2 separate regions of the Sus scrofa genome follow, and region 1 is linked to region 2. Evidence: chromatin contacts called from public HiChIP or PLAC-seq data. All regions are on one chromosome and are shown on one strand. The core of a region is the stretch at or near the end of the contact, and the rest is flanking DNA. Distances in the headings are between cores, read along the strand shown.

Region 1 (4,131 bases), core at 1,395-3,894, 140 kb before region 2:
CTTTCTTTCTTTCTTTCTGCCATTCCCATGGCATGCAGAAATTCCCAGGCCAGGGATCAAATCCAAACCACAGCAGTAACTGAGCCACAGCAGTGACAAACCCCAGGTCCTTAAACTGTTGAGCCACAAGGGAACTCCTGGAGCCACATTTTTCAATTTAAAGTCAGGATTAGCTGGTCTAAAACTGATGATGGGAATTATTCAAAAACAAGAAAGCAAATTTTTTTTGGAGTGTGCTTTTTTGTTTAATACAAAGGAATGCATAACGTACGCAGTTAATTTCAAAATCAAGTCCAAGAAGCATCAACCCTATTTATACTTTTTTTCAAAAATACTATAAATAGATTTCCTGTTCTTTATTATAGTCAGTTAAACGGACAGAAAAAGAGAAAGGGAAGGAAGACAAAAGTGCAAGAGGAATTAAAACACACTGAAAGACTACAATCAATAAAAATAAGAATAGCTGGTGTGTATCCTGCTGGGCACTGTGCTAGGCACAGTTCATGAATTATTCTGGCTTATTCTTCCCCCAAACCCTAAAGAAAATAATAGTACTGTCCCTACTTTCAAGTGGGGAAACTGAGACATAAAGATTTTAAATAACTTGCCTGCTAATAGGAACAAAAAGAGAGAAGGCAGCAAGGAAATCCAGTTTTCTGTTATCACAAAGCCTCCACTCAAGAGACAAATACCAAGAGACAGCCTTTCCTCCTGAAGGAACCTTTACCTGTTATCTTCAAATTCTGCAGCTAAATACTTCCTTTATCATTTTTTAACAATAGGAATTACAGGGGAAATGTTGTACTTCAATAGAAACCTGTGCATTGTCCACACATAGCACAACCTTGCTGAGTTATCTGATTCTTTTGTCAATTGCCCTTGAGGCATTTTACAACAGTGTGCTTTGTAGATAACTAACAGCAACACAAAATGCAGGTTCCATGCTGCTCTGTGACAGTTTGATTGACTGCCCTAGAAGCTAGTTGTGCTTCCATTTGATTGGCCCATTCATTTCATCTCTTTATCCCTTTAATTTTTTTTTTTGGGGGGGGGGCCTCACCTTGGTGTGTGGAGGTTCCCAGGCTAGATGTCGGAGCTGTAGCTGCTGGCCTATGCCACAGCCACACAGCAACTCAGGATCTGAGCTGCGTCTGTGGCCTACACTACAGCTCATGGCAACGGCGGATCCTTAACCCACTGAGGGAGGCCAGGGATTGAACCCTCATCCTCACAGTTTCTAGTCAGGTTCGTTAACCACTGAGCCACAAAGGGAACTCCCATCCATATAAATTTGTGAGGGATTTGGCTTTTCCTTTGAACTGCTTGTAATACCCTTACCAGCTTCCACATTAGTAAGTTAAATAAAATACCCTATGTTCAACTTTATTTCTGAATGAGAGTCATGATTTTACCTTTTTTAAAAAAATTGTCTTAGAATTATCAAAGCATGTCAGAGCATCTCATGGTTGCATTGTGGAGGACTTAGGCATGACCCAACCCAAATGGTGATGGTGTGTAAATTAGATCTTTTGTAGCATAGTCTCACCCTGACAATTTCCTGTCAAACATTCTGTTATCTCCATGCCAAAACTTCTGGGCAAAGGCTCCAGTCCCCTTATCTTGGCTGGTCTTTTTTTTTTTACTGTTGATTGGGAAAATTAATCTGTGTATAAATTATAAAATTCCATCCTAGTGAGGCAGAATATTAATTCAGGTAGTCAGTGTAGAAACATGGGCTTTGATATATTCTTTAATATGGCTATTGATTAACATTTGTTGCTTAAGGGCTCCAGGGAGTAACATCCCCACAGGCCTTGTTTACTATAGGGAGTGTACCTATGCCCAGATGGACATTAATCTCTAATCCCCTGTGACTAAGTTTATGGGAAGAAAAGGACAAAGAAACCATGAGACCTACAGGACATTTCCACCCCTATAAGCCCTATTGGATAAGGACTGATATGGGTAATTGAGCAAGGCCAATGGGAGAAAACCCCATCTTTCTGGACCCCCACATTGGTACCCCCCCATCTTTAAGGAATAAAAACTCCTATGGGACAATAGAGAGTGGGGGCTCTTCTCCCCCTCCCAGCAGCCCTGGGAGCTATTTGCTTTCCTTTAACAAGCCTTTGCTTGCTTGCTGCATGTGTGTTCCCAGAGTTCATTCTTCGACTGCCGTGAACAAGAACCCGGATTCCGGTATCATTTTTCCGGTATCACCACCATTATGTCTCCATTATTTCTATCTTCTGCTCTGTTTCATGGGCTAAGTGTTTTAGGCTCTTTCCATTAAATAGCTGAGAAAAGGCTTGAGAACATTTGTTCTGAAAATAACATTAATAATAAACACATGATCTACATCTTTATCAGAGGGCAAAAGCACAACTCAATTCCATTTTTTTAACCTTAGATCCACAAAGCTCTCACAGCCATTTCCTACTACACCTGGTAAAACTACTTTTGTTGTGTGTGCTTGTGAGTTAGACAAACGTAATTCAGATTTTATTCCACCACTTACTAGAATATGGATTTGGACAACTCAGTAACCTCCCAAAGCCTCAGTTTTCCTCTCTCTATAAAGGGCATAATCATACATGCGTCATCATAGGTTCCTGAGGTTTCGATGACATCACACAGTCTGGCGTCTTTGGGAGTTGGCCCCTGAACTATTAACCCCTGACTTCTAAGCCTGTCTAGGAATTGATGACTAACCATGACAGCAAGATACCCTATGGAAAAATATAAGCCACTGGCAGCACTTAAAGTAGACACTGGGAACCAGTCCTGATTTTTTGCAGCCAAGGACTTCACTTGCTAACTTCAGAAATCTTTGGTGAGATGAGCATGTGACACGGACCAACCACAAGCTGCTGTAGAGAGGACTGGGGCATTTTGATCTGAGTGGAGCCCCGTTCCTGCCTGATACCCAGAACAAGGACAGTGCCCCTGGCTATCTCATAGTCAGAAGCACTGGGGCCCAGAGAAACAGAGCTGCTACGCTGATGGCCCACCTTCCCAAACTGTGCCCTTCAGTTACTGCAATCAGCCCATTCAGTTCATAGCTTGGTTGGTCTCCCAGAAGAGCCCAGCATGATCACCCCTCACCAAGCCTAATCACGTCCCGAAGCCGCTGGAGAACTCAGGCACAGAGCCTATTCTATGCCCACCTCTTTCCCACAGGGGAGAAAGCCCTTGTCAAACTTGAAGGAGCCAGCAAAGGTCCATGTCTATCTGGCTGTTTAAAGCCACCTTACATCTTTCCTTCCTTCTGCTTCCAAGCATAATGCAAATAGAGAAAAAAAAGTTTCCATAATACTGGAACTACTAAAATCATAAAATGCATTATTATTCCAGAGTATCCAGTCACAAAAAAGGCAGCCCTGGTTTTTTCTTTCTCTCCTTCTTTCTTTCTTTCTCTTTCTTCCTTTCCTTCTTTCTTTCATTGTCTCACAAACCAGCTGAAATTCCGATGGGGAGAATAAATGGGCTACCACAGAGCAGGAAACATACAATTAAACGTAGAAGGAGATCTCGGCTCTTGGCCCCTGTGCAATTCACTTTAGACTTTGGGAAGGAGAGAGTATCAGAGTTTACATGGACCCAGAAGTCCTTAGATCCAGTCCACATAATTAGCTGTGGCCTTATACAAGGAACCTCAGAGTCCCAGTTTTCCCACCCGTCAGAGGAAGTAATTTTTATCTCACTTGTTAACAAAAATCAAATGAGCTCTGATTGTGCCAAGAGTTGTTACAAGCACATTGCATGTGATAATGTTTCATTCTCACACTTCCATTTTACAGATGAGAAAACTGAGGCAAAGAGAGGTTACACTATTTGCACAAGGTCACACAACTAGTCAGAGGCAGAGCCCATGAAGACCTGAATCTGCAAAGGTTAAATCAATGCAGGTGGGATGATCTTGGATGAATATCTGCTTGAAAATGCTTGACACATTTCATTCTTTCAAATAGTCTAAAACACCATCTGCAACCTTATTTTCACCTTTCATTTGTTTGCTTGTCTTAAAGAAAAACAAAAAAGCAGATAAGGAAAAGGTTAGGCTCCAGGCCAACCCCTTTTCTTTTCTGTTTATTTTTTTAGATTTTTATTATTTTTTACTATAGTTGATTT
Region 2 (4,421 bases), core at 1,501-4,000:
CAGCCAGCTGAGCCACAAACAGGAACTCCTAGATCATGGTTTCTTGATCCCTGGTCTAAGGCTGCTCCCGCTAACCCTACAGGGCAAAGTCCAGCTCTAAATAGGTCCTTGTGACTTCCTTCATCTCAGGGCAGAAACTGAATGTGGCATTATCTGTGTTGTGATCCCACTTCTCTCTCAAACCCTAAAACCACAACATTAATGTGCACATTGATAACAGGTGCAGGATTAAAGAACAAAAGTGTCAGCAGAAACCATACCTTTCATAGGCATTCCAAATGTCTCATTATTATAAAATATCACCCTGATTAAGGAATGCCAGCATTCCTGTTATGGCTCAACAGTAACGAACCAGACTAGTATCCATGAGGGTGCAGGTTCAATCCCTGTCCCCGCTCAGGGGGTTAATCCAGCAGTGCCATGAGCTGCAATATAGGTCACAGATGTGGCTTGGATCTGGCATTGCTGTGGCTATGAGTAGGCTGGCAGCTGCAGCTCCAATTTGATCCCTAGCCTGAGAACTTCCATATGCCATGGGTACAGCCCAAAAAAAAAAAAAAGAAAGAAAGAAAGAAAGACAGAGAGAGAGAGAGAAAGAAAGAAAGGCCAACTCACCCACTCTAAGCCAACTGAAGAACCCCCACCCCTCACCCTCCCTTCTCATCCCAGTCATCTAAAACTGAGCTGAGAACACACCCTCTAGTGATGATACCACTGCCTTCAGGGCTCAGCTATCAGAATGACCTTCACACTCCAACATTATCTCATTTTGGCCAGACTCCCAGCCTTCCACCCACCCTCGCCTGAGAGAACTTTTGAGGAACTTCCTCTTATCAGGACATCTTCCTCCAGTCACTACCCCTCCCATCACCAGCAGTTCCCCATGACCTTCCTGCCCTCTTCCCAGATCTGCACCCTCCCTAAGCTTGACACACCCCTAGGACAGTGTTCATTAACTCCTTGCCTGGCAAATGCACCTCCAACCAACTATAGCCATTTTCTCTTTTGCGATAGACTGCAGATTGATGAAAGCATGTATGTTGACATAGCGCGCCCTGGGCGCGGTGTGGTTTTTCAGTTTTCTTCACTCTTATGTTTGTTACCTCAGTCACTAGATAACTGCTTTACCATCCTCAACACCACCTGGTTAGGTGAGCTTGAGTCAGTTAGTGAATGTCCCTGAAGCTCAGTTTTCTCACTTGTAATGGCTGTCTCAAGGATTTAAAGATCCAGACAGGCAGTTGGTGCAGTGCCTGCCCCATGGTGGAGACTCAGCAAATATAGCCACTAGTCACCAAGAACTGAGATGAGTAATCCTGGGGAAATCAGCTTCTGGCAAAGCTCCCTGTACTCCACCTTCACATGAGGTACTTGCCCTGTCTCATGGTGGTTCCTAACATTCCTAGAGCATACTTCGCTTAAGATCAAATTAAGATTTAGAGACCCCAAAACAAACCCCACCCCAAAGGTCAAAAGCTTTGGTTGATAAACCTCCTCAACTTGCTGTTTGGAGTTAGGCCCATTCAGACCTTATCATTGGGGCATGTCCTTCTACAAGCCAATCCCCCTGCTAGTGTCACAGGCCACTTACCTCAGGCATGCACTGGCTCCCTTGGGACGTGGCAGGGGAGGCCTCGGCTCTCATCAGACCATTAGCCACGTCCCAAGCGTGCCTGAGCATTGGTTTACCCAACTTCATTCAGAGGCATTCCATACAAGCCTGTTCTGATAACTGGCCCCTAAAGCATCCGCACTTGTGTACTTTTTTTCTTTTAACAGCCGCACCTGCAGCATATAGCTGTTCCCAGGCTTGGGGTTGAATCGGAGCTGCAGCTGTAGGCCTACACCACAGCCACAGCAACACAAGATCTGAGCTGCAACCTACACCACAGCTTGTGGCAACACCAGATCCTTAACTCACTGAGCAAGGCCAGAGATTGAATCCACCTCCTCCAAGACACTATGTCAGGTTCTTAACCAGCTAAGCCACAGTGGAAACTCTGCACTTGTGCATTTTTAACCATATGAGACTAAAATATTTCTGAAATGAATTACACTATCCCACTTGCTCAAAGAATTCATTATATTCTTAGTGACTTGGGGCTCCTATTAAAACACCTACTGTAACATACAGCAGCCCCTCAGAGCCTGGGATTATGCCTCTACCCTGTGGCTTCCACGGGTTTACTCTTTGTGGAGCTTTCAGTTGTCACATCCACTGTCATCAGAGGCTTGACCTCTGCAATCTCCTCCTTCTCAATGTGCTATTTCTCTGCCCTAAGAAATGAGGCAACCCTCCGGGCCAAGGGGCAATAATGTCCCTCCTGTCCTGTGTTCCAGCCATCACCCGGACCATCAAATGTGCCCACGAGCGGTCAGTGCACCTGTTCATCGACTCCGTGCTGCACCCCGGCATGCAGAGCACGGCCTACCTGTGCAAGGACATGGACAGCTTCAGCCAGGGCCTGTGCCTGAGCTGCAAGAAGGGCCGCTGCACCACGCTGGGTTACTACACCCACCAGGAGCAGCAGAGCAAGAAGAGCAAGAGCCTCTTCCTGATGACTCGAGCCCAGCCCCCGTTCAAAGGTGAGTGCGGGAGAGCCTTCAGAAGGCCAGGGTGTAGCCATCTGTCCGAAGGTGCCAGAGCTCCCTGAAGTCTTTTCCTGGAGCGACTTCAGGCTCTGCTCTTTGAGTGTTTTGGACACTGCACCGATTCTAGACTGTGCTGTCAACACAGCCACTCTCTCACTCTCCAAGAATGTGGCCACCTCGCTGCCAAGTGCGGAAGGAGGAAGCGTGATACTTTCTGGGACAATCCTGGGGTTGGCTTGTCTTCATCCATTTCCATGGTGTCCCAGAATGTTAGATCCAGAAGGCCTTGAGCAACTACCTTGACCAACCAGGTCTCACTCACTGTACAGGGCCCTGGGGGTGTCTGCAAACCCACGAGAACCCAGCGCTTTCATCTCTGCCGGGGCTGCCAGGAGAAACTTGGGCTGCAGGCTGCATTTGAGGTTCCTCATTTCCCCTCAAGTTTGAATCAGCTCTTCTTGCGAGAGATCATTGTCCTATTCAGGCCAGCCCTAGATGAAGTTCCGCTTCTCAACCTCGGGGCAGAAACCACACCCATTCTGCTCTCCGGGTTGAACAGTAGGTCAGAGAAAGGGCTTGGCCATGATTTGGGCTGAAGCCAGCAGTACTACTTCCCCTCAGCCTAAATCCTCCTACAGGGAACAAGCCAACATCTGTTGCCATTAACATTTCTGCCTAATCCTTAAAACAGCTCGAGAGTGATTTAGCATCTTCTAGTTTCAACAGCACATACTCGAAGCTGGGGGAGGAGCACAGCGCTGTGTGATTATTACTGTGCAGGTATTTGCAGCTACAGACATGAACACAGTCAGCACTGCTTTGCATTTGTGCAGCATTTTACACCAAACATTAGATGCAGCCTGGGCCTCATGGTGCCCACCACAGCCAAGCCAGGCTGGCAGAGTTGGTTACAGTCCCAGGGTAAAGAAGAGGAAAACCAAGCTGGGGTTCAGTGACCTGGCCACATGGCCTAGGACCCAGCTGCCCTCTGACTGCCAGGCCAGCGTTTCTTCCATGACTGCACTCCCAAGTTCAAGCTCCCAGGTGGCTTGTATGTTAGGTTCCTCTGTTTATCTGAACTTACTGCTCTCCAGCCACATTTCCCCTCCATGAGTCCCAGGAATGACAGAAGTTGGCTTGAGCAGCTGATAGCTTCTGAGAGCCCTTGGAATGAGGGCAGAATCTTTCTTGCCTGAGGGGCAGAGGGTGCCCTCAGCTGTCTGTCCTTGAGTGGGTGGAGGAGCCTGAGGCCTTGGAGCAGGTGAAGGAATTTGGAAGGCCTCCCCGCTTCGCTTTGGGGAGCTCCCCCGCCACAGGCTGCCAATTAGACACTCATTTGGGTTAACCAGCTCCTCTTTTAAATGGTGGAACCACCTGGAGTGATTAAGTTTCTTGCATAATCAGATTTCACTGGATAGACTTTAATCCTGGAATGTTATTGTTTGGAGAAACGGTTCAACTCCATCATGTCCCAGACATGGAAACCAAGGCACAGATGAGAGAAAATCATTTGCCCAGGATACCAAGGGAATTCCTGCCAGAGCCAGCATTTAGACTCAGGCCTCCAAATCAGAAGTCAAGTGATTTTTTTTTACCTCAGTGAGCCACCCCTGGTCTGACTGTGGAGGCAAGGGAGGGAGGAGGGTGTGTGTCGGGGCGGGGGGGGGGGTCGTCGTGTGTGTGTGTGTGTGTGTGTGTGTGTGTGTGTGTGTGTGTGTGTGTGTGTAGCGGGTCTTGCTTTTGCCCTGGGATCAGCTAGAAAGAAAGAGCGTCCTTTTTCACCTTCCAGGGCAGGGCTGTGCCTCTGAAATGAGGAACTCAGTCCTGGG

What was found. HiChIP or PLAC-seq counts read pairs in DNA pulled down with a chosen protein or histone mark.
Region 1: a contact with region 2 is called in an H3K27ac HiChIP or PLAC-seq map of alveolar macrophages. The contact joins two enhancer-like sites. A contact is called at or near these places in 1 of 5 promoter capture datasets (fetal liver) and 2 of 2 datasets of contacts at active chromatin or transcription factors (alveolar macrophages and skeletal muscle).

What each region holds. Positions count from the first base shown.
Region 1 is chr1:113,589,139-113,593,269 of Sscrofa11.1, reverse strand. All of the region lies in intron 4 of LOC102158936 (a long non-coding RNA gene), which reads right to left. It also overlaps a transcript of LIPC not described here. Among named protein-coding and RNA genes, the nearest start is that of LIPC, 7.5 kb to the right of the region's middle. Within about 2 kb of position 2,644, at least 2 of the 83 cell types and tissues checked have an H3K27ac peak or open chromatin away from gene starts, as enhancers often do. A contact at or near this core is called in alveolar macrophages, where this site is marked.
Region 2 is chr1:113,451,175-113,455,595 of Sscrofa11.1, reverse strand. It overlaps LIPC (lipase, hepatic), which reads left to right. Exons shown (of 9, transcript NM_001143714.1): 6 at 2,341-2,586. All of the region lies in intron 1 of LOC102158936 (a long non-coding RNA gene), which reads right to left. Among named protein-coding and RNA genes, the nearest start is that of LIPC, 130 kb to the left of the region's middle. Within about 2 kb of position 2,750, at least 38 of the 83 cell types and tissues checked have an H3K27ac peak or open chromatin away from gene starts, as enhancers often do. A contact at or near this core is called in alveolar macrophages, where this site is marked.